Linked DNA regions of Mus musculus: all the other regions are linked to region 6. The links are chromatin contacts, called in public ChIA-PET, Micro-C and promoter capture Hi-C maps. All regions are on one chromosome and are shown on one strand. Each heading gives the region's core, a stretch centred on a gene start, on an enhancer-like site or on the middle of the called end of the contact. The rest is flanking DNA. Distances are from core to core; before and after follow the strand shown.

Region 1 (2,716 bases), core at 38-2,537, 400 kb after region 6:
GAAATCTGCCTGCCTCTACCTCTTGAGTGATGGGATTAAAAGCATGCAGGACCACACACGCCTGGCCAAGTATTATTTCTTAGACAGGAAGCAAAGGCACACATTTTATGGAAACCGGTGACTATGGTCCATTCAGGAACCAGAATCCCAAATTATCATTACCACCTCTGTCCTTCAGCATTGCAAGGCTAATTTTAAATGCACAGAAATTTTCTATGCTTTATCCCATTTACTGCTTCTACTAAACCCATCTTAAGAAGAGGACACAGACTCAGAGGGGGTGAAATGGCCCACCTCTCAAGTTCACAAGCCCCACAGGGCAGAGGTGAGCTTTAAACTCAGAACCCTGTGTGCTTACCTTCACCACCTTAATCACCCTGACTTCTTGGTCCAGGAGCAGCTCATCACGGAAGCACTGTTCCCGAAAGAACCTCTCGATTCTCTCCCAGGCATCCTGCCCTTCCTCTTTCCAGTCCCTCTGGGGCTGAAGGCTGTGTTCCAGGAAGTGGTCTAGACTGTCCCCAGGGGTCGCATACAGGTCGGGGAACGGGTCCATTTCAGCTGGGCCAGCCTGTCCTCTAGATAAATCCTCTGAGCTTCTGCTCAGCTCTGATGGGAGAAGCTTCCTGCAGCGTTCTCTGGAGGAGACAATGGGATGGAGAGTTGCATGGAAAGAAGAAAAGCGCTCTGCCCCTCCCTCCTTGGAGAAACTGGAAACAGAAACCAAGCTTTGACAAGAATTGAAAGTGAAACTGCAGGGAGATCCAGTTTACCTTCTTCAAGGCAGAAGGGAACAGGAGTTAAGGATGCAGTCTCCCCACCGGCTCTGTTGTGAGCACAGGATGTTGTTTACCACAACAGAGTAAGATTCAGCAGTTTCAGTGGCAGCGATTTGGCCACATAATCTCATCTGCCTGGTGATCTGGCAGTGGCAAATGCATTTATTTCATTCTTAATCACGCATAGTGTCTCCGTTACTAGTGGCGTCTCGAGCGATAGGGTTAGGCTAGGTTATTCCTGCTTATGCTGAGGGTCACAACATCCACACTCCACATTCCTAACTACCGACCTCAGCTAGTCTCCCCGAGGCTGCTCATCATCTGTGCAGGTGTCTTAGCTGAAGGCCATATCCAGGGTCAGACTCTCCAGCTGCAGGGCCCATCGAGGTGACATTTCTCTGATGCCTACCGCAGTCCCAAAGATGTGAGGCACAAAGGATTGCTCCTGGTCAATGGACAGCGTGAGGTAGTCTCACGATGTTTTCTGTCTAGTTATCTTCAGTGAGTGACGTGTTCTGGTTATCAGGTGCAGCCTTGGGTGTAGGATTAGGTTCCTGACTAAGCTTTTTTTTTTTTTTCATGCCTAAAAGGCAACTTTTGCCACAGTCACCACAAATAGTAACTTTCATATCACACTACCCAGGAAACACATCTATATATCCTGTCTTGGTTAGGGTTCCTATCTCTGCTATAAATACCATGTCCTGGGGAAGAATTTTGTTTGTTTGTTTGTTTTGGTTTGGTTTTGTTTTTGTTTTTTGAGACAGGGTTTCTCTGTGTAACCCTGGCTGTCCTGGAACTCACTCTCTAGATCAGGCTGGCCTGGAACTCAGAAATCCACCTGCCTCTGCCTCTCAAGTGCTGGGATCAAAGGCGTGTGCCACCACCGCCCAGCGGAGGAAAGGTTTTTTTTGTGGCATCTTCGAGATTGCCTACCATGCAGGGAAGTCAGGGCAGGAACTCAAGAACAGAGGCGGTGGATGAGTGTGTGCTGCTTATTGGTTTGCTCCTTATGGCTTGCTCAGTCTGCTTTTTCATACACCCCAGGACTGCCCCCCCAGGGTTGGCATGACCCAGAATGGACGGGGGGGGGGGGGGGGGGGGAAGGGGGCGGGACCCTCCCCCATCAATCACTAATTTAGCAAATGCCTCACAGGCTTGCCTAAAGGCCAGTTTTTGTTTTGTTTTGTTTTGTTTTGTTTTTCCCGAGACAGGGTTTCTCTATGTAGCCCTGGCTGTCCTGGAACTCACTCTGTAGACCAGGCTGGCCTCGAACTTAGAAATCTGCCTGCCTCTGCCTCCCAAGTGCTGGGATCAAAGGTGTGCGCCACCACTGCCCGGCTAAAGGCCAGTTTTATGGAAGTATTTTCTCAGTTGAGATTCTCTCTTCTCAGAAGAAGGAAGCTTGGATTGAGGTTTGAGGTGCTTGCTTGACACAGATGCTAGTAAGGATTTACTAGTAAGCTTGCTTACAAAATAACCAAGTAACGTGTTAACTCTCCTGTCCACCTGTGTAAAGGTGGATGGCCATTGGGGTCAAGGAGACCATGTCAACAAGGGGTCACTGAGTTGAAACAGAGCCCCAGAAACATTGAGGAAGGAGTCCTGTGCTTGTGGGTCCCGGGTGCCATGCCTCAGGTGTCAGATGACGTTGTAAGTAGTCTGGTGGAAACTGAAGATAGTCTAAACATATACTTTGTGTCTCTTAACCCATCAGACTACTATAATTGAAATGATGGGTCCCAAAGAAATGGTAATTTCCCCAAAAATCTCATGCTGGGAGAGGAAAGGGGGGCAGCCAGAGGGAAATCTTGTCTCCTAAAAACAGATTTCACACAAGTCTAACATCTTGTCAGAGTGCCTTCAGGATAAGACGAAGCCCAGGCAAGGAGGGGGTCGATGGTGAACCGGGACCACAGCTTGAAGGGGATGCTGTC
Region 2 (2,994 bases), core at 182-2,681, 380 kb after region 6:
TTGAACCTGTGATCCTTAGCTCAGCTAGGGGGTAGGGGTGGCAGTTGGAAGAAGGATTTAAGGAGGAAAAAAAAATATTAGTGAGAAACTTGGGTCACCGTTTGAGTAGCCGGGTTCAAATCCCAGCTCTGACGTCAGCAGTTACATCTCTGAACAAGCCCAATGGCTACTCTCAGCCTCCATTTTAAGAGTCTTTCAGTTATCAAAATATTAAAACGTGGAAAAAATTAGGAAGAAGATACCATCCAGGCAGCCAGCACATCTAAACTTGCCACATCGGTGACTGTCTTTCTTTTGTACATGCTAGGCTTTCACTCTAGCCTTGAGCCACATCCACAGATCCCGCATTTGTGTCATCTCAATCACTTTAAAGTGAGTAGCGGACAGCAAGGAGCTTTGCCCCAATACAGCATAGCATGTGTCCCCCTAAAGAGAGTTCCCCACCCCAGTAGGTGCGATTTAACTTGACAAACGGCAGTTTTCTTACCAAAATGCAGGTCATATTAAACATTTACCACTCATCCCCAAACTCACACTCTCTCTGTGTCTCTGTCTGTCTGTGGTGTGTGTGTGTGTGTGTGTGTGTGTATGTGTGTGTGTGTGTGTGTGTTGTTCTGTGATATGTAACCTAGGCTGTGAACCAACCATCCTCTTGCTTCTCTACCTCCCACATGCTGGGGTTGCAAGAATGGGCCCCCAAGTCAGGCTCTCAAAAATTGTTATTTACAAATTACATGTCAGGATCCAACTAGAGGCCTTGCATTGCATGTGGTCACTGTAGCTCTGACATTGTGGAGCCTTTGTTAGGCTCATCTGTAAAATGGGACAAGAATGGTATCTATCTCTCAGAGTATAAGTTTTAATGATAGAATATGCAGGCTTTCCCTACCATTTTCTCCAGAGGTGGTCTTTTATTATCTTCTTTAGTAGTTCATTCTGCTCAAGGCTCGCGGGGCTGTCTCGAGATGTCAGAAGCGTGAACTAGGGATCACGAGGCGAGGGGACTCCCTGGCACTGGGGTTTGCCCTGTCCTGGCTGGGAATGGTGAAGTCCAGTCTTACCTTGAGTACCTTGAGCACGCGCACATCCCGAGCCGGGCCACGATCTTCACGGAAATTCTCCTGCCTCAGGAACTGCTCCACTGTCTGCACGGTCTCCAGGACCTCTTCTTTCCACTCTCTGGTTGGCTGCAGCCACTGAGCCACAAAGGAGTCCAGCTTGGAGGCCGGGAAGCCGTACAGCTCCTGGGCGACTGCCATGGCTACAAACTGACCGTCAGCTACCTCAGGCAGGCGCAGGGCTATATAGCCAAGCACCCATCCAGCTGCCGGTACTCACCTCCTCCTTTTTTAAGGCGGCTCCTTTCCAGCTGACCTCTGGCACCCAATGGCGGAAAGGGGGGTGAAGAGAGAAGCTTGGGAGCATGGCTCTATGGGGGGGTCCCCTCCTTGGAGATTTATTGTCATGGTAGGTGTGCCGAGGGACCAGAGGCTGGGGTTGGCCGGTCTGGACCGCCTTAACAGGGTTGGCATGGGGCCAACTTTTGTGCTGTTAAGTTTCGATTCTCAACATTTGTAGTTTCTCTTTTGTGACGTTTGTAAACTGAAATTGGCTTGAGTCTGACCTTCCAGAGACACCTTGTCTGGATGACTTAGGCCAACTGCCCCGACCCGTCATAGGGAAACTGAGGTTTGGAAAGAGAAAGAGCCTAGTCATGGCTGTGGTAAGGAATGAGGAATCTGGAATCAGAAGGACACTTTGAGGTTGTCAGATGCTTTTTCTTTATTTTATTTCAAAGAATTATTATTATATTTATATAAAAGTTAGTATATTTCATTTAAAAGATTTAAATTTTTATTTATATTTTATTTACTTTATATTTACATATATTTATATGAGAAAATTATATTTATGTATTTTGGGTTTTTTTTTAGGAGGGGGACGCATGTCATGGCACAAATGTGGGGGTCAGAGTAAAACCTGCAGGGGCCTGTTGTCTGCTTCCACCGCACGTGGATTTTAGGACCCATACTTGGGTCATTAGGCGTGGCAATATGGTGTGAAACGAGGAAAAGAGAAACTCATATGGTAGGACATGAAATATGGCGAGAAACACTGAAAAACGTGCAAAAAGAGAAACACACGGTAGGACCTGGAATATGGCGAGAAACAGTGAAAAACGTGAAATATGAGAAATACACACTGTAGGACCTGGATTGTGGCCAGCCTGGTCTACAGAGTGAGTTCCAGGACAGCCAGGACTACACAGAGAAACTCTTATCTCATAGAAACAGGAAACAAAACATCTTGAATGTGTTTGCATTTAAGCACGCAAACACCACACACACAGTCTCAATAAAACGTTTTCAAAGCCAAAACAACCCAAATGAAGGTGCCTCTAACAGAGATCGTTACAGACATGAGACCTAGCAGGGGCTGTGTAGAGAAGTGGGTGGAGCCGGGCTCTGAGGTAGTTAAAGATTCAGAGCTGGGGTTGCTGAAAGAGTTCAGCAAAGCAGAACGAGGAAGAGCAGGAGGGTGAAGGAAAGGAGAACGTTCTGGAAGCCAAGTGATAATGCTGTTTGACAAAGAGGAAGTGGCTCACTAAGTCACATGTCAGGTGAGCCCGTTCAGCCTCCTTCCCAGGGTGAATCAGAAGCGTGGCGTGCAGAGAACTTAGAACCTAGCATGATCGCTCTGCCACCTTCTGTACTAAAGATAGACGGCAGCAATGCTACAGGCAGGGAGATGGGTCTGACACCGTGTGGCGGTCCATGCAGGATGCAGCAGTGAGCGGGCTGTGGTGGCACAGGCCTTTAATCCCAGCCCTAGGGAGGCAGAGGCAGGTGGATCTCTGTAAGTGTGAAACCAGACTGGTTGATACGGTGAATTCCAGGTCAGCTGAGGCTGCGTAATGAGACCTGTCTATAGAAAGAGAGAAGAGGGGCTGGAGAGATGGCTCAGCGGTTAAGAGCACTGACTGCTCTGTCGGAG
Region 3 (2,722 bases), core at 66-2,565, 480 kb after region 6:
CAAGGACACCAGGACATCACGGGTAGGAAGACAGGCGTGCTTTCCATCTGGTCACCAACTGTAACCCAAAGGAAAGGAACATAGCCCGCATCCGCCACCATCATAGGTTTGAATTTCAAACAGACTAGTGTGGTATCCCACGAGGTATTGTCAATATACTTTAAAATTCTTAGGATAAGAAACAATGAGTTTGTGGTCCAGACCGAGAGATTTCAAAAGATACATCACAACCACTTATAACACCAGCTGCTGAGGGATACACAGCACCCTCTAGTGACCTCCACAGGCACTGCACCCATATAGCATCATTCTCCGACTTTTTCTGTCTCTGTCTCTCTGTCTCACACACACGCACATGCACACACTCTACAGGTGCTGGATAGGCGGCTCGGCAGTTACTGCTCTTCCAGAGGACCCATATTCAGATCTCAGAACCCACACAGCGGCTAACAACCATCTGTAAATCCAATTCCCGACGACCCCACGCCCTCTTCTGGCCTCTATGAGCACTGCCAGGTATGTGATACACAGACAAATATGCTTGAAAAATGCCCACATATGGAAGAAGGAAAGTAAACTCTGTAGTGGTGGCAGTAGTGGTGGTGATATAAGTCTTTAATCCCAGCACTTGAGAGGCAGAGGCAGGCAGGATTTCTGAGTTCTGGGTCAGCCCGGTCTACAGAGTGAGTTCCAACAGGCAGGGCTACACAGAGAAACCCTGTCTTGAAAGGAAGCAAAATACATACATAAAACTTACACTTTTCAGGCTGGAGAGATGGCTCAGCTTTTCAGGCTGGAGAGATGGCTCAGCAGGTAAGAGCACTGACTGCTCTTTGAAGGACCTGAGTTCAAATCCCAGCAACCACATGGTGGCTCACAACCATCTGTAGTGATTTCTGACGCCGTCTTCTGGTGTGTCTGAAGATGGCTACAGTGTGCTTATATATAATAATAAATAAAGCATTTAAGAAAATATTGTTTAAAATAACTTACAGTTTTCAAAAATGAGATTACGGTGTCTCTTTCTTCGGACTGCATTGACTATTTAATACGAAAATGTATGAATGTATGAATGTGTAAAGCAAAGCCTTCCACGGGGAAGCCCGACGCGAGCGCTTGCCACAGTTTTGGAACCCTCCGCGCGCAACCATAATTCACCATCCCACCCCCAAAGTTGGTCAGGATGGCTCCTCCCCTCGCCCCCTTACCGGTCCTGTTTCCGTGGCAACTGCGCGAGCGGAGTGGGCGGACCTGGGGGGGGGGGAACGGCAACGTCTAGGGGCGGGGCTTACGGCGGAAGGGGCGTCCCCTCGCTCCTTGCAGCGCGGGTTTCAGTGATGCTGCGCTTAGGATGGATGCGGCTGTTGCCCGTGCTCTGCAGCCTCCTGCTGGGGCGAGCCGAGGCCCCGAGCCCCGGGTTGCCGCCGGAGCAGAGCCGGTCCTACGAGGTGCTGCGGAGGCAGAGCCTGGGTAAGCGGGGCGGTGCGGAGGGTGCGCGTTTGCAGCGGGATCCGGGCGTGGGGAGCTTGTACAGGGCGGGGGCGGGCCCAGGCCCGGGCCTCTGGTTGTGGGAAGCCAATAAACGCCATTACAAGATGGTGCTGATTTCAATAAGCTGACACCTATATATATATGGGTAAACAATCAATGTGCCCATGTACAGTAGGGTTTATTTATTTTTTTTTTTTTTGGCAGAGTCACTGCCTGGCCCAAGGCATGTAAATGAGGTACTGAAAGCATAACCAATGGGGTGTAGACACGCCTATCCTAGGCCTATATAAGCAGCACTGGTTTTTGGCCTCAGGGTCTTTCGCTTTCACTATCAAGCTCCCAATAAACATGCGCAGAAGAATCCTTCTTGCTGGCGAGTTGGGCCTCTACAAGTGGTGATTCTCATATCGCCTCAGGGTTATTGTTAGTGAATCAAAGAGTGGATGTTTTACAACATAACATGGAACAGATGATGGATGTCCTACAAATGAGTTGTGTGGCATCAACCCTGCATATGTGCATTACTCCCATTGGGTATGTTAATGATTCTTTTATTAAAACTACAGATTTATCGAATTATCTGAAGGGGAACTGGTCGCAGGAGCTGGACAGGTTGCACAAGGAGCTGCAAATACAGATCCAGAAGCTTAATCGAACCAGAGTGGAACCAGTGACCCTTGGAGGCTTTACCTCTTGGCTTACCTCTGCATTTTCTTACTTTAAGGAATGGGTGGGAGTGATTTTGTTTGGTGCTGCTATATGCTGTGGACTGGTATTCGTGCTTCAGTTGGTTTACAAATTCAGAACCCAACAAAAACGTGACAAGGTGATTATAACTCAAGCACTTCCCTGAAGTTTGGTTATCTATGCTCAAGAATTAGTCGGCATCTTGAAAGAGTAAAACTTAAAAACAAAATTCTAGGCCTTTAGGCCCAGGTTTGGGAATGTGGCCTTTGTGATAATAAAACAGATAACGACATTCCTCCACCCACCTGCTTTCTGGGTTCAAAGAGTGTTCATTCAAAGAAAGTCACCCTGACCCACCCTGACCATTGCTGGAACCCGCTATTCAAAGGTGCTATTGTTAGGGGCTCTTAGAAACTGTCTTGAGAAATAACCCTCACAATTACCAGGTATTCCTCTTGACTCTTGTGACTTTGCACTTCCTTGTGACTCTTAACTGGTATTTTTGGTATTTTCCAACAACCCCCTTCCCACCTCCTTGAGTTGT
Region 4 (2,810 bases), core at 120-2,619, 290 kb after region 6:
TTCTTTTTCAGATTGTGCATACATCGCTGCCGTTTGCATTACTAAAGCATGTTCGATCACTAACCCTCCATCAGGACACAGTGAGCTCCCGACTTAGCATAACCATCCCTTGTTTTCGTGTATAACCCGGCTCTTTTACTGTCTCCCTATGGTAGTTACAGCTCACTTACGCTCCCAACACTTGACAGTTTGCCCCGTGCTTTGGGAAGGTAGCCACACAATCTGTACAGGTTAGGGAAAAGGCAATTCTGGTACTTAAAGGTTTAGGGTCAAGGAATGAAGAACTAACTCACTTTTCCGAAGGTAGCCACACAATCTGTACAGGTTAGGGAAAAGGCAATTCTGGTACTTAAAGGTTTAGGGTCCAGGAATGAAGAACTAACTCACTTTTCCAATTACAAAACGAAGCGGACCTTCAACCCCACTCTTCGGAAAAGTCGACAGTTCTGGTACCAAGCCACAAGTGCTTGAAACCATCTCCGATCTCTTAGGCTGCAGCGACCAGGTTCCCCGCCCGCCCGGTACCTACCACCAACCCACCCATCTCCTGTTTTCTCACCCTCAAGCCACAGCTCAACTACACCATTCCCACTCGCCCCCGGTACAACCAACCTCCTTCCGCGGCAAACACTCCACGCCTCTGCCCTTCTCACCTCTTTCCCCCCAAACTTGGACGCATCTGTCACCTCCCCCCTGTAAATCACAAGTGTGTGTGCCTCAGCCCTAAACACGCTGCTAAAAAAAGTCCCACAGGCAGGGGGACTCAACCTGGACGGACACACACACACATTCCCGTGATCGAGCCCTCCACCCCCAGAACACCGGCCAGCACTCTTCGAATCCCCAGAGCAGAGTACCAACCCCTTTACAAAGACTACCCATGACCCCGCTGCTACCGACGACTTCCTTTACAGAATGTGGCCATCCTGGAACAAGACTCCCCCTCTCCGCTGTGCCAGGGCTCGATCACGGGGCCGCAGGGCCTCTGCCCACCGCGGAAGCGGTCGCTCCCGCCCTCACTACTTGCAAGTTGTGCCTCTTACCACCTGTTCTCGCCGAGAGTGGGGTACACCTTCGCCCGGGCCCGTTCTCTGCCCACCCTTCTCCAGCTTCCCCCCTGGCCCGCCAGCACCCGCGCCAGTCGGTTCCGCTGCGCGGCTCGAATGACCGCCCCTCCCCCGGGCTCGGAGGACGCCCAGCGGCCCGCACCCCGAGCCCCGCGAGCACCTGCGGCCCGGCCCGGCCCGGCCTCCTCGTCCCCAAAAGCCCGCACTCACCACGAATAGGTCTGTTCCGCCATGGTGCTGCCTCTCGGGGGCTCCGCGGCTCGCTCGGCCGGCGGCAGAGGGCGCGGCCGGGGGCCCCGGCGGCTCGCTCCTTCACTCGCTCGCACGGAGGACAGGCAGTCGGGCTCCGACAGACTCCGACGGGCCCCGCTCCCTGGGCCCCGGAGCGGGCGCGGGCCCCGGGCTCCGCGCTCGGCCTCGTCAGCCGCGGCGGCGGCGGCGGCTCCGCTGCGGCTCCAAACCCAACATGGCGGCGGCGGCGGCGGCGCGGAGAACAAGGGCCCCGAAACGGTGGCTCGGGCCCGCGCTCAGTGCGCGCCGGGCCGCGGGAGCGCCGCGCTCGGGCGGCGGCGGCGGCGGCCGGGGGACATGGCCGGCGGCGGCGGCGGCAGCGGCGGCAGCAACGGCTGAGGGGGGCGCTAGGCGGTGAGGCGAGGCCGCTCGAAGCACACCCGCCCGCCGAGGGAGGAGGGAGCGAGCGAGCGGGCGGGGGCGAGCCCGGGCCGCTGGTCACGTGCCCAAAACACGCTCACGTGACCCCGGCGCCCCGCCCCCTCGCGCGCGCTGCCCATGCGCGGAGCGCTCAGCCCAGGTCGGCTCGGGGCTACGGTTAGCTGCAGCGGCCGCCGCGCGCTAGGCCCCTTGGGCGCGCAGTGGTCCTCCCCGGTGCGCGGCGGTTGACTGCCACTCAGCTGTCAACCTTCCATCATCCACCGTCGGCTGTCCCTGGGTCCTCAGCTGCCAGTCAACTGTCAAAATGCGGACAGAGCGCTGCATTCGGGTTCCCGCGCTGCGCGGTCCCCCTCCTTGGTTTCTGCAAACGTCCCTTCGCGGCGCCTGGTGCCAAGTCAAATGCTACCATGCTCGTCTTCATAGAAGCGATCAGCGGGGTCCTTGTTGGGTGCCAGCTAGGCGTCAGCGCCTTCACCTAGGCCCTTGTCCTTACATGCATATTCTCAGGGAAGAGACATAGGTGGTTCGAGCTGGCTAAAGCACGAAGATTATTTCAGAGTCATGGGGCTATTAATAATGGAGAGCAATTAATAGAGACTAAAGGAAGGGTGCAGGCTACTTTGATAGGGTGAATGGGCATAACTCAGTTGTTAGAGCGTTGTGTGTGACCATGTGTTAGGAAAAAAAATTTAAAAACCCAGGCCTAGTGGTGCGTGCCTTTAATCCCAGCAAAGGCAGGCAGATCTCTAAGAGTTTGCGGCCAGCCTGGTCTACATAGTGAGTTCCAGGCCAGCCAAGAATACATAGAGAGACTCTATAATGAGTTAATGAAAGACAGGGAGAAACGTGAAGAAGCATATAGCAAGAGATGAGGAAACATATTTAAGCTACACAGTGTATGTTTCTGACCACATGACATTCTGGAAAAATGACTATGGAAACAGCAAAAAGTTCACTGGTTATCAGGCTGAAGGGACACGTGGAGGATTTTTAAAGCAACAAAACTAGACCACGAGACACTGTACTCCCAGAACTGTAGTAGGTGGGCCTTGGGGGGAGGGGTGTATACTG
Region 5 (2,703 bases), core at 157-2,656, 310 kb after region 6:
ACCTCTTTGGTTTACAGAGTGAGTTCCAGGACAGCTAGGGATATACAGGGAAACCTTGTCTCAAACAAAACCAACTCCCATACAAAACCAACCAACCAAACGACTCTGGGCTGGTGAGATGGCTCAGTGGTTAAGAGCACTGACTGCTCTTCCAGAGGTCCTGAGTTCGATTCCCAGCAATCACATGGTGGCTCACAACCATCTGTAATGGGATCTGATGCCCTCTTCTGGTGTGTCTGAAGACAATGACATGGGGTTTCATCACAGCAATAGACAAGTAACCAAAGACATTCTGTGACATGCTTTGTATAGACGATGGCTTTGCCCAACTGTAGGTTAATGTAAACACTCCATTCAGAGTGTGTTTAAATCAGGGATGGCTACGCTGTGCTGTTCTGTATGCCTGGGACTTACTTCTGACTTACAGGATCTTCTAGTTAGTGTTGACTTGCAAGGACACAGCCCCATCATTCGAACAACCCCGAAAATATTTACAAGCATACAAACCCATGCGTGGTGGCGCATGCCTTTAATCCCAGCATTCAGGAGGCAGAGGCAGGCGGATTTCTGAGTTCGAGGCCAGCCTGGTCTACAAAGTGACAGCCAGGGCTATACAGAGAAACCCTGTCTCGAAAAAACAAAAAACAAAACAAAAAAAAATTACAAGGTCAAACTCACAGTTTCTATCAGGAACCACAAAATGTCTCACCCCTTGGCTTCTTTACCCATAGAGGATCAAGGACCCGAAGCCAAGGTGACTATGTAAGGGAGAGCATTTTTCTCTATGGCTTTACATCTTCTGAACACCATACTGTGTTCACATATTATCTAGCCAAAGAACACACTGTCTTTAATACATGTAGGGAATAATTTTTACTTCTTTTACCTATTTATTGGACATGAGAAGAATGTGCCACAGTATGTATGCATGGGTAGGGGACAACCTTGCTTCCACCATGTTGGTCCAAGCGACAGGATTCAGGTCACCAGGCTTGGCACCTTTACCCACAGAGCCATCTCGCCAGCCTGGGAATAGGGCTTCGGATGACTTAATAAACAGATGAAGGAGTAAGGAAACTATTAAGAGCAAAATTCCTTGGCTCAATTAGATTCAGTAGCATATATCTGAGCCAAGCCAGACAATGTGGAAAGGATTTGTTACCGGGACAGCTCCCCAAACCAGAACCAGCTCCCCAAACCAGAACCAGCTCCCCAAACCAGAACCAGCTCTTTGGCCCTTCGGCCACAATAGTGTGACGGCATCTGTAGACCAGCAGGAAGGAGGCACAGAAAACAACTTAGCTGGACACGCCCGAGTTAATCAACCAGCAAATTGATTAAGGCTTGCACACCAGCTGGAACAACTTAGCTAGCACACTGGTTACTGGTCTTCTGCAATCAGCCTGAAATCACTTCCCATGAATCAGTTCTCCAGCTCCGGTCTGTTGGGCCCAGGGCAGGTCCCAGATCCAAATCCTAGGCTCATCATGCCTTTGACCTCAAACTTACAGCTAAGGAAGGTCTTGAACTACTGGCCCTCCTGACTCTACCTCCCCAAACTGGGAGCACAGAAACATGCTAGGACACCAGGTTTATGTCATTCAGGCACACTAGGAAAATACTCTTAAAGCTGAACCATATTTTCAGACCACTGCCACAAGATGTATTTAACAAAATGAATGTGACTGGACAAGAATCGCCACAGGCCTGACTTATCCAGAAGGCTTCTTCCCGCTCAATTCTGGCATTCAACCAGCTGCACTGGTACCTGCTCCTCTGAGGTCAGAGAAATAGGAGAAACCCCATCCATCCATCAGCAACCTGCTTGGGAACCAGGATAGGGCACCGCGAAGAGCATGGGACCTGTCAGACTATGTATTTATGGACGCTAAAAAAGCAGGCAGATGCCGGGTGTGGTGGCGCACACCTTTAATCCCAGCACTTGGGAGGCAGAGGTAGGCGAGAATTTCTGAGTTCGAGGCCAGCCTGGTCTACAGAGTGAATTCCAGGACAGCCAGGACTATACAGAGAAACCCTGTCTCGAAAAAACAAAAACAAAAACAAAGAAGGCAGACACTGTGACCCAGAAACTGTACAGCTCTAGGAACTTATCTTAAAAAAACAATGAAGGGTTATGTCTAAAATTTAGCTTGGAAGGACATTCACTGAAGGAAGTTAGTGGGAGAAAGATGGAAACAACCCTGATAATAGAGATGGCTACCTGCTCATTCAACATTAATAAGGACTACTTTCTTTTTTTTTTTGTTTTTCCGAGACAGGGTTTCTCTGTATAGCCCTGGCTGTCCTGGAACTCATTTTGTAGACCAAGCTGGCCTCAAACTCAGAAATCCGCCTGCCTCTGCCTCCCGAGTGCTGGGATTAAAGGGGTGCACCACCACGCCTGGCCTACTGTATACATTCTTTTTAATTAAAAGATATTTGTCTATTTGTTTGTTTGGTTTTGTTTGTTTGTTTATGTATATGTGCACGTATGTGTGCCACAGGGGCTGTGTAGAGGTCAGAGGACACTTTGTTTGTTTGTTTCTTTATCTATGTGTATGCATGCATGCCACAGTGGATGTGTGGAGGTCAGAGGACATCTTTCCAGATTTGGTTTTCTCCTTCCACCATGTTGGTCCAGCTCAGGTCGTCTGGTTTGATGGCAAGCACCTTTCTGCTGAGCCATCTTGCCTGCCCTGTTTA
Region 6 (2,908 bases), core at 340-2,839:
TTTGGTTTTTCAAGACAGGGCTTCTCTGTGTAGCCCTGGCTGTCCTGGAACTCACTTTGTAGACCAGGCTGGCCTCGAACTCAGAAATCCGTCTGCCTCTGCCTCCCAAGTGCTGGGATTAAAGGCGTGTGCCACCACGCCCAGCTTTTTTTTTTTTTTTTTTTTTTTTTAAAGAGAGCAAGAAAAAGAAGATCCTCTCAGACACAGCTGTTGTGAGTGGTACGGTGCTGAGCAGAGGTCAAGCACCCACTCACTGCTGCTGACTCGTTTTATTTCATTTATTTTTTTGGGGGGGAGGGCAGTTTACACAGGATCTCATGTAGCCCAGGCTAGCCTTGGCGCCATCTATCCAAAGCTGGACTTGAATTTCTGATCCTTCTGTTCCTGTCTTCCAGTGTTCTGACTCCCTCCTGGAGCCTCCTGGGGATCAAATATGCAGCCTCTGGCCTCACTCATACCAAGCAAATGCTCTACTGACTGAGGGGTAGCCCAGTATTTTGTTATTTTTATTTATTTATTTATTATGTGGGTACGATTAGTCATAAATGCCAGAGGAGACACATCTTAGGATCACTTTCTTAAGATACGTCTTCCTTTGTATAAATAAATCCTCAGCCAAGAAACTTTGCCCAAATGGACATTCTATCCGAGGAAGCAGCCTCACCTGTACACACTGGGCATCCACCCACATTCCAGATCTTGAGGTCCCCACTGCCTGGCAGACAGGCTCTACCTCCTGGATACGCGATCCCTTTCCCGAATTTCTCCTTCAATCATTAGGCTATCAGTATGTATACGGTCTCCTAGGGCAGTACCAGCTACACAGGGGCTACAGTACGAAATAAGCATGTAGTGTCATGTTATAAAATTCGGAATTTAACCCGGTGTGATGGCGCATGGGGGAGGCGCCAAGAAGAAATGCGAACTTTAGATCATCCTGGGGCTACTTAGGGAGACGATGCTAAGGTAGGGTGGGGAGGACACGGGCAGAAAAAACGAAAAAGAAAGAAAACAGGGTTCAGTGGCAGAACGTAGAACTTGCCTCTCAAGCCCAGGGCCTCCTCAGACACACGCACTTACTTACAAACTTCAGGAATGTGACAGCAGAGCTTCGAACCAAGCCCTACGAGACCCTGAGTGCAACTGCATCGATGGCTCACCCTTGCTAAGCTCGAGGCCACCTGTCAAAGGCCATAAATCGTGCGGACCCCGGGTGGGTGGGGGGAGATGGTGGAAATGGGCGGCACCTGGGGCGGCAGCTCCCAGCCTTCTAGAACCTGCGATTCCAGAACACACCCTGCGCTAACCTCAGTGGGGCCCCCGAGAGGAAAATGCCCGCCCTCACCTCCTTCCAGACTGCTGGGTGGTCCGGGAGCCAGCCACTCGACCCGGGGCTCCGCCTTCAGGGTGTGTGGGCCTCCGCACGCGTGCCGCGCATCGCCCGGGCAACCGACGCTGTGCGCGGTGCATTGTGGTCTGCAACAAAACGCGGGGGAAAGATCCTGAGGGAACCATTGAATCCGCTAGCCAATCGGGAGAGGCTGGCGGTAGCGGATGGCCAATAGCGACGCGGGCCGGGGGCGGGGCCGCGGGCGCAGGGCGGGGCCTAGGGATTAGGCGGCGGCGGCTGGCGTGGGGCAGCTTAGATGCGCCACGGCTTCGGTAGCGACCGGCTGTCTTCTGCTGCTTGAGCGGCGCCCGCACCTTCCCTAGGAGCTCGCAGCAGCCGGCTGGCCTCTGCTCCACGGTGAGACCGGGCTCGGGTCCTCCCCGTCCCCCCTACCTCGGGCCTGCGGTGCGGACCTCGGGAGCTGCCCCTCGGAAGCGGGTGGGGGCGTCGTCCTCAAGGGGGGCGCCGGTCGGGAGGGCAGCGAGCGCGGCCCGCACCCGACCCCTCTCCCTCTTCCCTGCGCTTCGTCACCACACAGGTAACCATGTGCGACCGGAAGGCGGTGATCAAAAATGCAGACATGTCGGAAGAGATGCAACAGGACTCGGTGGAGTGCGCTACCCAGGCGTTGGAGAAGTACAACATCGAGAAGGATATTGCGGCCCATATCAAGAAGGTGAGGACCCGGCGCCGCGTAGTTCCTACTCCCCGATTCTGCGTCCTCTGGGCGCCTGGCAGTTTCCCTGTAGCACTCAGGGCGGCTCGGGATGGATAGTTCTAGAAAGGACGCAAGGGTTTCGCGTTCCTCTGGGGAAGACCAGACCCTCAACGCCAGAAGTTTTTTTTTTTTTTTTAAACCCCCAGCTCCTTGGGGGAAAGCGCCACCTAGCAACGGTTTCCAAGATCAGGGAGTTGCGAGCAGTTCCCCCTGCTGTAGAATTCCTGCGCCGAGGATCCATCTGGGTGTTCCGGGAGGGGGGGGGGTTGCGCCTGCCTGCGTGGGTGTTTCCAGCCGGGCTAGGAGGAGATCTTGCCAGCCTTCTAGTCGGGAGTTAGTCGACAGTTCAGGGAAAGTGGGTGGCAGTGGTGGTTTGGGGGGCTTGGGTGGAGGCTTGGTAAATGGCAGTTTTGTAGAAAGCTGGCGCAAGACTGCCAACTTCTCAAGCTATGTTTGCTGGAAGGAAACTGGAAGCCGAAGCCGTGGGAGGGTTCCAGTGGAGAACGGGAGGATGAAAGACTCACATGGAACAAAAATGAATACTTTTTTTTTTTTTTTGGTTTCTCTGTGTAGCCCTGGCTGTCCTGGAACTCACTTTGTAGACCAGGCTGGCCTCGAACTCAGAAATCCGCCTGCCTCTGCCTCCCAAGTGCTGGGACTAAAGGCGTGCGAGACCACGCCCGGCTTGAATATCTTTTTTTGACAAATGCAGCAGTATGTGCGTCTGGATTGTAAGAGAGACATTCTGCTTAATAAATGAGGTTTTCATACCGATTGCCCGATAAGATAGTAGGAGCCCT
Region 7 (3,044 bases), core at 189-2,688, 430 kb before region 6:
CTCCAAGTCATTCCTCCGCCTCCTTTTCTCGAGGGCTCCCTCTCCCGACTGCTTAGCTCTTGCAGGGGTTCAGATAGAAATCCCGCACTGCAAATGGCTCTCCGCCTGGCTCCCTGACTCACATAATTGTCCGCAGCCCCCTCGGACCACAGACCAGCTAGGATACCCCACCACAAGACCCAATCCAAATGGGGCTCCCGCCAGCTCCCCAAACCGAAGAGAGGCTGCGGGCTGGGGCCGCGGAGGCGAGGAAGAGGACGCGTGCCGCTGCAGAGCGCCATCAGGGGTGAGAGCGTGGGAGTCTGGAGGAGGAGGAGGCCACACCCAGAGGTGCGAGCGCGGGGGGCGTGGCCCCGGCGAAAACGAGGCAGGGGGCGTGGCCGAGCGCCAAGCTGAGGAGGAGTCGGAGAAGTGGTGGACGTAGAGCCGCACCCTTAGGTGAGCGCGCAGGGGGCGTGGCCACACCTAGAGCTGGGAACGAGGCTGAGGGCGTGGCTCCAGGCCGGGGGCGTGGCCGTCCCCACCCCCCCCCCCCACACACACACACGGGAGGGAGAGGCTCCGGCCTTTCAGGACGCGCTGAGCTTCCCCACGGGCGGCGCGCGCATCCGTCCCCGCGTCGCGTGAGGCCACGTCCGGGTTAGGCGGGCGCCACCTGGGCGCGGCCGAGGCGAGCGGAGCGTCGGCGAATCCCGCGCGGGCGCGGCGGCGAACAGGTGCCCGCGCGCGTCAGGCGCCGGCCCCCGGGGCGGGGAAGAGGGGCGCGGCCGGAAGCGCGGGGCGGGCGGGCGGAGGAGCGAGCCCGGCGGGCGAGCCGGGCGGGTTCCTCGGCCGGGTGAGCTGCGGGGCCGGGCAGGCAAGAAGGAAGGACTGCTCCGGGGCTGTGCGGCCAACGATGTCGAGCCGCCGCCTCGGCCCCTGCAGCAGCAGCAGCCGCCGTCGCCGCCGCTGCTGCCGCCGAGCCGGGGGACATGGAGCGCGGCTGCAAGGAGCGGCCGACGGCAGCAGCAGCAACGAGCGACGCAGCGACAGCGGAGCGCAGCCCTCCCCGTGAGGCGCCGGCCGGCCGGCGGCGGCGGCGACGGCGGCAGCAGAAGCAGCAGCGGCAGCAACAGGGCGGCTGAACCCCGGCCGCGGCGGCGATCCTTAGCGCGGCTTCTCCTCCCGCTCCGCACCCCGCCACCCCTCTTCAATCTCCCCTTCTGCCGCTCTTGCCCACCCCCGTCGTCCGCGTCCCGGGCGCGCGCCAGCAGCTGAGCCCCCCGGGGGCGGGGGCGCGTGTCGCCGGCGCGGGGGAGGGGCCGCCCGCCTGCCCGCCCGCGCGCGCCGCGCCCAGGGCTCGCGGGGACCCGGGGGGCGCGTGCCGCGGCGCAAGGCGAGGCGAAGCGCGGGGCGGCGCGGCGGGGCCCCTCCCCCGCCATCCCCATCCCCACCCCCCGCCTTGCAGCCTGGCGCGCGCCGGCCGGGCCGCACCGCTGCGGGCTCGGCGCGCGCGGGCCATGTCCGCCTTCTGCCTGGGCTTGGCCGGCCGAGCTTCAGCACCCGCCGAGCCGGACAGCGCCTGCTGCATGGAGCTGCCCGCTGGGGCCGGGGACGCAGTCCGGAGTCCCGCCACTGCTGCCGCCCTCGTCTCCTTCCCCGGAGGTCCCGGGGAACTGGAACTGGCCTTAGAGGAGGAGCTGGCGTTGCTGGCGGCCGGGGAGCGGTCGTCCGAGCCCGGCGAGCATCCTCAGGCGGAGCCGGAGTCTCCGGTTGAGGGGCACGGGCCGCCGCTGCCGCCGCCGCCTACCCAGGATCCCGAGCTGCTGTCGGTGATCCGCCAGAAGGAGAAGGATCTGGTGTTGGCGGCCCGACTAGGCAAGGCGCTGCTCGAGAGGAACCAGGACATGAGCCGGCAGTACGAGCAGATGCACAAGGAGCTGACGGACAAGCTAGAGGTGAGGACCTTCCGGCGGCATGGGTGGGGAGCTGGGGTGCCTGCCTGTCCTCCCCGTTTCCGTGCCTAGTCTACCTCGAAGAAGATCATCGAGAACGGGGAGGCAGGAGGGATAGTTTTCACCAGCATCAGCGCGTTCGTTGAGCCCACCTGCCTTTCCCACCCAGCTCGGATGTGAGTCCGTGCACGTCTCTCACCGTTGTGGGCCGTTCTATATATGTATTGTACACAGAGTCTAAAATAGAGCTTACAGTATGACTAATTTATACAGCACCAAGGCGATATCTGCACACAGAAATGAGAACATCGAGAAGCATTTAAAATATGCTTCAGGTGTTCGGAGAAGCAGTTAATCTCTAATCAGGGTGTTAGCCCAGAGCTTTCCAGTCCGGGCATTAAGGCCTCTGGATGCCCTTGTCTTAACTTTCTGGCAGAGAGTTGTGGGGAACAAGTGCCTCGAAAGGAGCTTTATATAGCTTTCAAATGCTTAGGGATTAGGGGATGTGGTTCCATTGCAGAAATCAGAGAAGGCAGGGCTCATCATGTGATTAGTTTGGGCTTCAGTAGCTATGTGTGTCTCAGTAGTACTTTCCTGTGTCCTGGGTCTTAGCATGTATGTTACTTTTAACCACTACTAAAAACATTTCCCCTCACCCACCCCTGTGGGAGGGTCGTTTCCTGGCAAAATGGTTCAGTGGGTAAGGTCACTTGCCCCAATTGGTTCCTCAGAACCCATGTGGGATGTCACTAGCAACGTGTCCTCCGGCCTACACACACACCCCAGTTAATAAATAATCCTAAGTACGTTTTCAAATGAGTAATATTTCTGTTAATTCCATGCAACAACATCGTCTACAACTGTGTTTATTGGGATTTTGCTCTTAAGCAGAAAGAGTCTTGAATGGTAACTGAGGGTACCTAGAAAAAGATAGCCATTCCAAAGTGGTAGGTTTTCAAAATAAAAAGGAGAGCAGGCTCGAGCTGTGGAAACAGCCAGGCTTTTCTGGCCCTCTGCGTTCAGCACTGTTACCCATTTTTCTTGGACTAGTTCTCCTCGTTCTCATTACGAGAACATCATAGTACAGATGTGACCAGGCCCGAAACTAGC

What was found. Promoter capture Hi-C pulls out the DNA fragments that hold promoters and counts their contacts. A called contact is a pair of places that touch in the nucleus more often than the background predicts. ChIA-PET counts read pairs in DNA pulled down with a chosen protein or histone mark. Capture Hi-C pulls out chosen DNA fragments and counts their contacts.
Region 1: a contact with region 6 is called in a promoter capture Hi-C map of pancreatic islet. The contact joins the promoter of Oasl2 here to the promoter of Dynll1 in region 6. A contact is called at or near these places in 2 of 39 promoter capture datasets (cranial neural crest and liver), 1 of 115 datasets of contacts at active chromatin or transcription factors (memory CD8 T cells) and 3 of 9 other capture datasets (adipose tissue, liver and pancreatic islet).
Region 2: a contact with region 6 is called in a promoter capture Hi-C map of adipose tissue. The contact joins the promoter of Oasl1 here to the promoter of Dynll1 in region 6. A contact is called at or near these places in 4 of 39 promoter capture datasets (the HPC-7 cell line, cranial neural crest, liver and 1 more), 1 of 115 datasets of contacts at active chromatin or transcription factors (memory CD8 T cells) and 2 of 9 other capture datasets (adipose tissue and liver).
Region 3: a contact with region 6 is called in a Micro-C map of embryonic stem cells, with 11 times the contacts expected there. The contact joins the promoter of 2610524H06Rik here to the promoter of Dynll1 in region 6. A contact is called at or near these places in 1 of 484 Hi-C or Micro-C datasets (embryonic stem cells) and 2 of 115 datasets of contacts at active chromatin or transcription factors (memory CD8 T cells and thymic regulatory T cells).
Region 4: a contact with region 6 is called in an RNA polymerase II ChIA-PET map of memory CD8 T cells, with 50 read pairs. The contact joins the promoter of Sppl3 here to the promoter of Dynll1 in region 6. A contact is called at or near these places in 4 of 39 promoter capture datasets (the C10 cell line, cranial neural crest and pre-B cells), 3 of 484 Hi-C or Micro-C datasets (the G1E-ER4 cell line, embryonic stem cells and forebrain), 5 of 115 datasets of contacts at active chromatin or transcription factors (astrocytes, bone marrow-derived macrophages, large pre-B cells and 2 more) and 3 of 9 other capture datasets (adipose tissue, liver and pancreatic islet).
Region 5: a promoter capture Hi-C map of cranial neural crest shows a contact between it and region 6. The contact joins the enhancer-like site here to the promoter of Dynll1 in region 6. A contact is called at or near these places in 8 of 39 promoter capture datasets (the C10 cell line, cranial neural crest, embryonic stem cells and 5 more), 1 of 484 Hi-C or Micro-C datasets (the G1E-ER4 cell line), 3 of 115 datasets of contacts at active chromatin or transcription factors (the 230-238 cell line, embryonic forebrain and large pre-B cells) and 3 of 9 other capture datasets (adipose tissue, embryonic stem cells and pancreatic islet).
Region 7: an RNA polymerase II ChIA-PET map of memory CD8 T cells shows a contact between it and region 6, with 6 read pairs. The contact joins the promoter of Bicdl1 here to the promoter of Dynll1 in region 6.

The regions. Positions count from the first base shown.
Region 1 is chr5:114,895,505-114,898,220 of GRCm38.p6, reverse strand. Oasl2 (2'-5' oligoadenylate synthetase-like 2) reads right to left here and starts at 1,287. Exons shown (of 6, transcript NM_011854.2): 1 at 359-1,287. The coding sequence starts at 556.
Region 2 is chr5:114,921,677-114,924,670 of GRCm38.p6, reverse strand. It overlaps Oasl1 (2'-5' oligoadenylate synthetase-like 1), which reads right to left and starts at 1,431. Exons shown (of 6, transcript NM_001359945.1): 1 at 1,062-1,431. The coding sequence starts at 1,259. Gm13822 (predicted gene 13822) reads left to right here and starts at 2,410. Exons shown (of 2, transcript NR_166682.1): 1 at 2,410-2,620.
Region 3 is chr5:114,822,061-114,824,782 of GRCm38.p6, reverse strand. It overlaps 2610524H06Rik (RIKEN cDNA 2610524H06 gene), which reads left to right and starts at 1,315. Exons shown (of 2, transcript NM_181075.3): 1 at 1,315-1,470; 2 at 2,058-2,722. The coding sequence starts at 1,338. The coding sequence ends at 2,344. Gm46920 (a long non-coding RNA gene) reads right to left here and starts at 1,053. Exons shown (of 2, transcript XR_003955777.1): 1 at 994-1,053.
Region 4 is chr5:115,010,083-115,012,892 of GRCm38.p6, reverse strand. Sppl3 (signal peptide peptidase 3) reads right to left here and starts at 1,369. Exons shown (of 11, transcript NM_029012.2): 1 at 1,278-1,369. The coding sequence starts at 1,300.
Region 5 is chr5:114,992,279-114,994,981 of GRCm38.p6, reverse strand. The region is part of intron 5 of Hnf1aos1 (a long non-coding RNA gene); the gene reads right to left. Among named protein-coding and RNA genes, the nearest start is that of Sppl3, 18 kb to the left of the region's middle. Within about 2 kb of position 1,406, at least 6 of the 459 cell types and tissues checked have an H3K27ac peak or open chromatin away from gene starts, as enhancers often do.
Region 6 is chr5:115,299,671-115,302,578 of GRCm38.p6, reverse strand. Dynll1 (dynein light chain LC8-type 1) reads left to right here and starts at 1,589. Exons shown (of 3, transcript NM_019682.4): 1 at 1,589-1,747; 2 at 1,929-2,066. The coding sequence starts at 1,935. Gm13830 (predicted gene 13830) reads right to left here and starts at 1,459. Exons shown (of 2, transcript NR_131932.1): 1 at 1,346-1,459.
Region 7 is chr5:115,730,015-115,733,058 of GRCm38.p6, reverse strand. Bicdl1 (BICD family like cargo adaptor 1) reads left to right here and starts at 1,438. Exons shown (of 9, transcript NM_001080808.2): 1 at 1,438-1,937. The coding sequence starts at 1,500.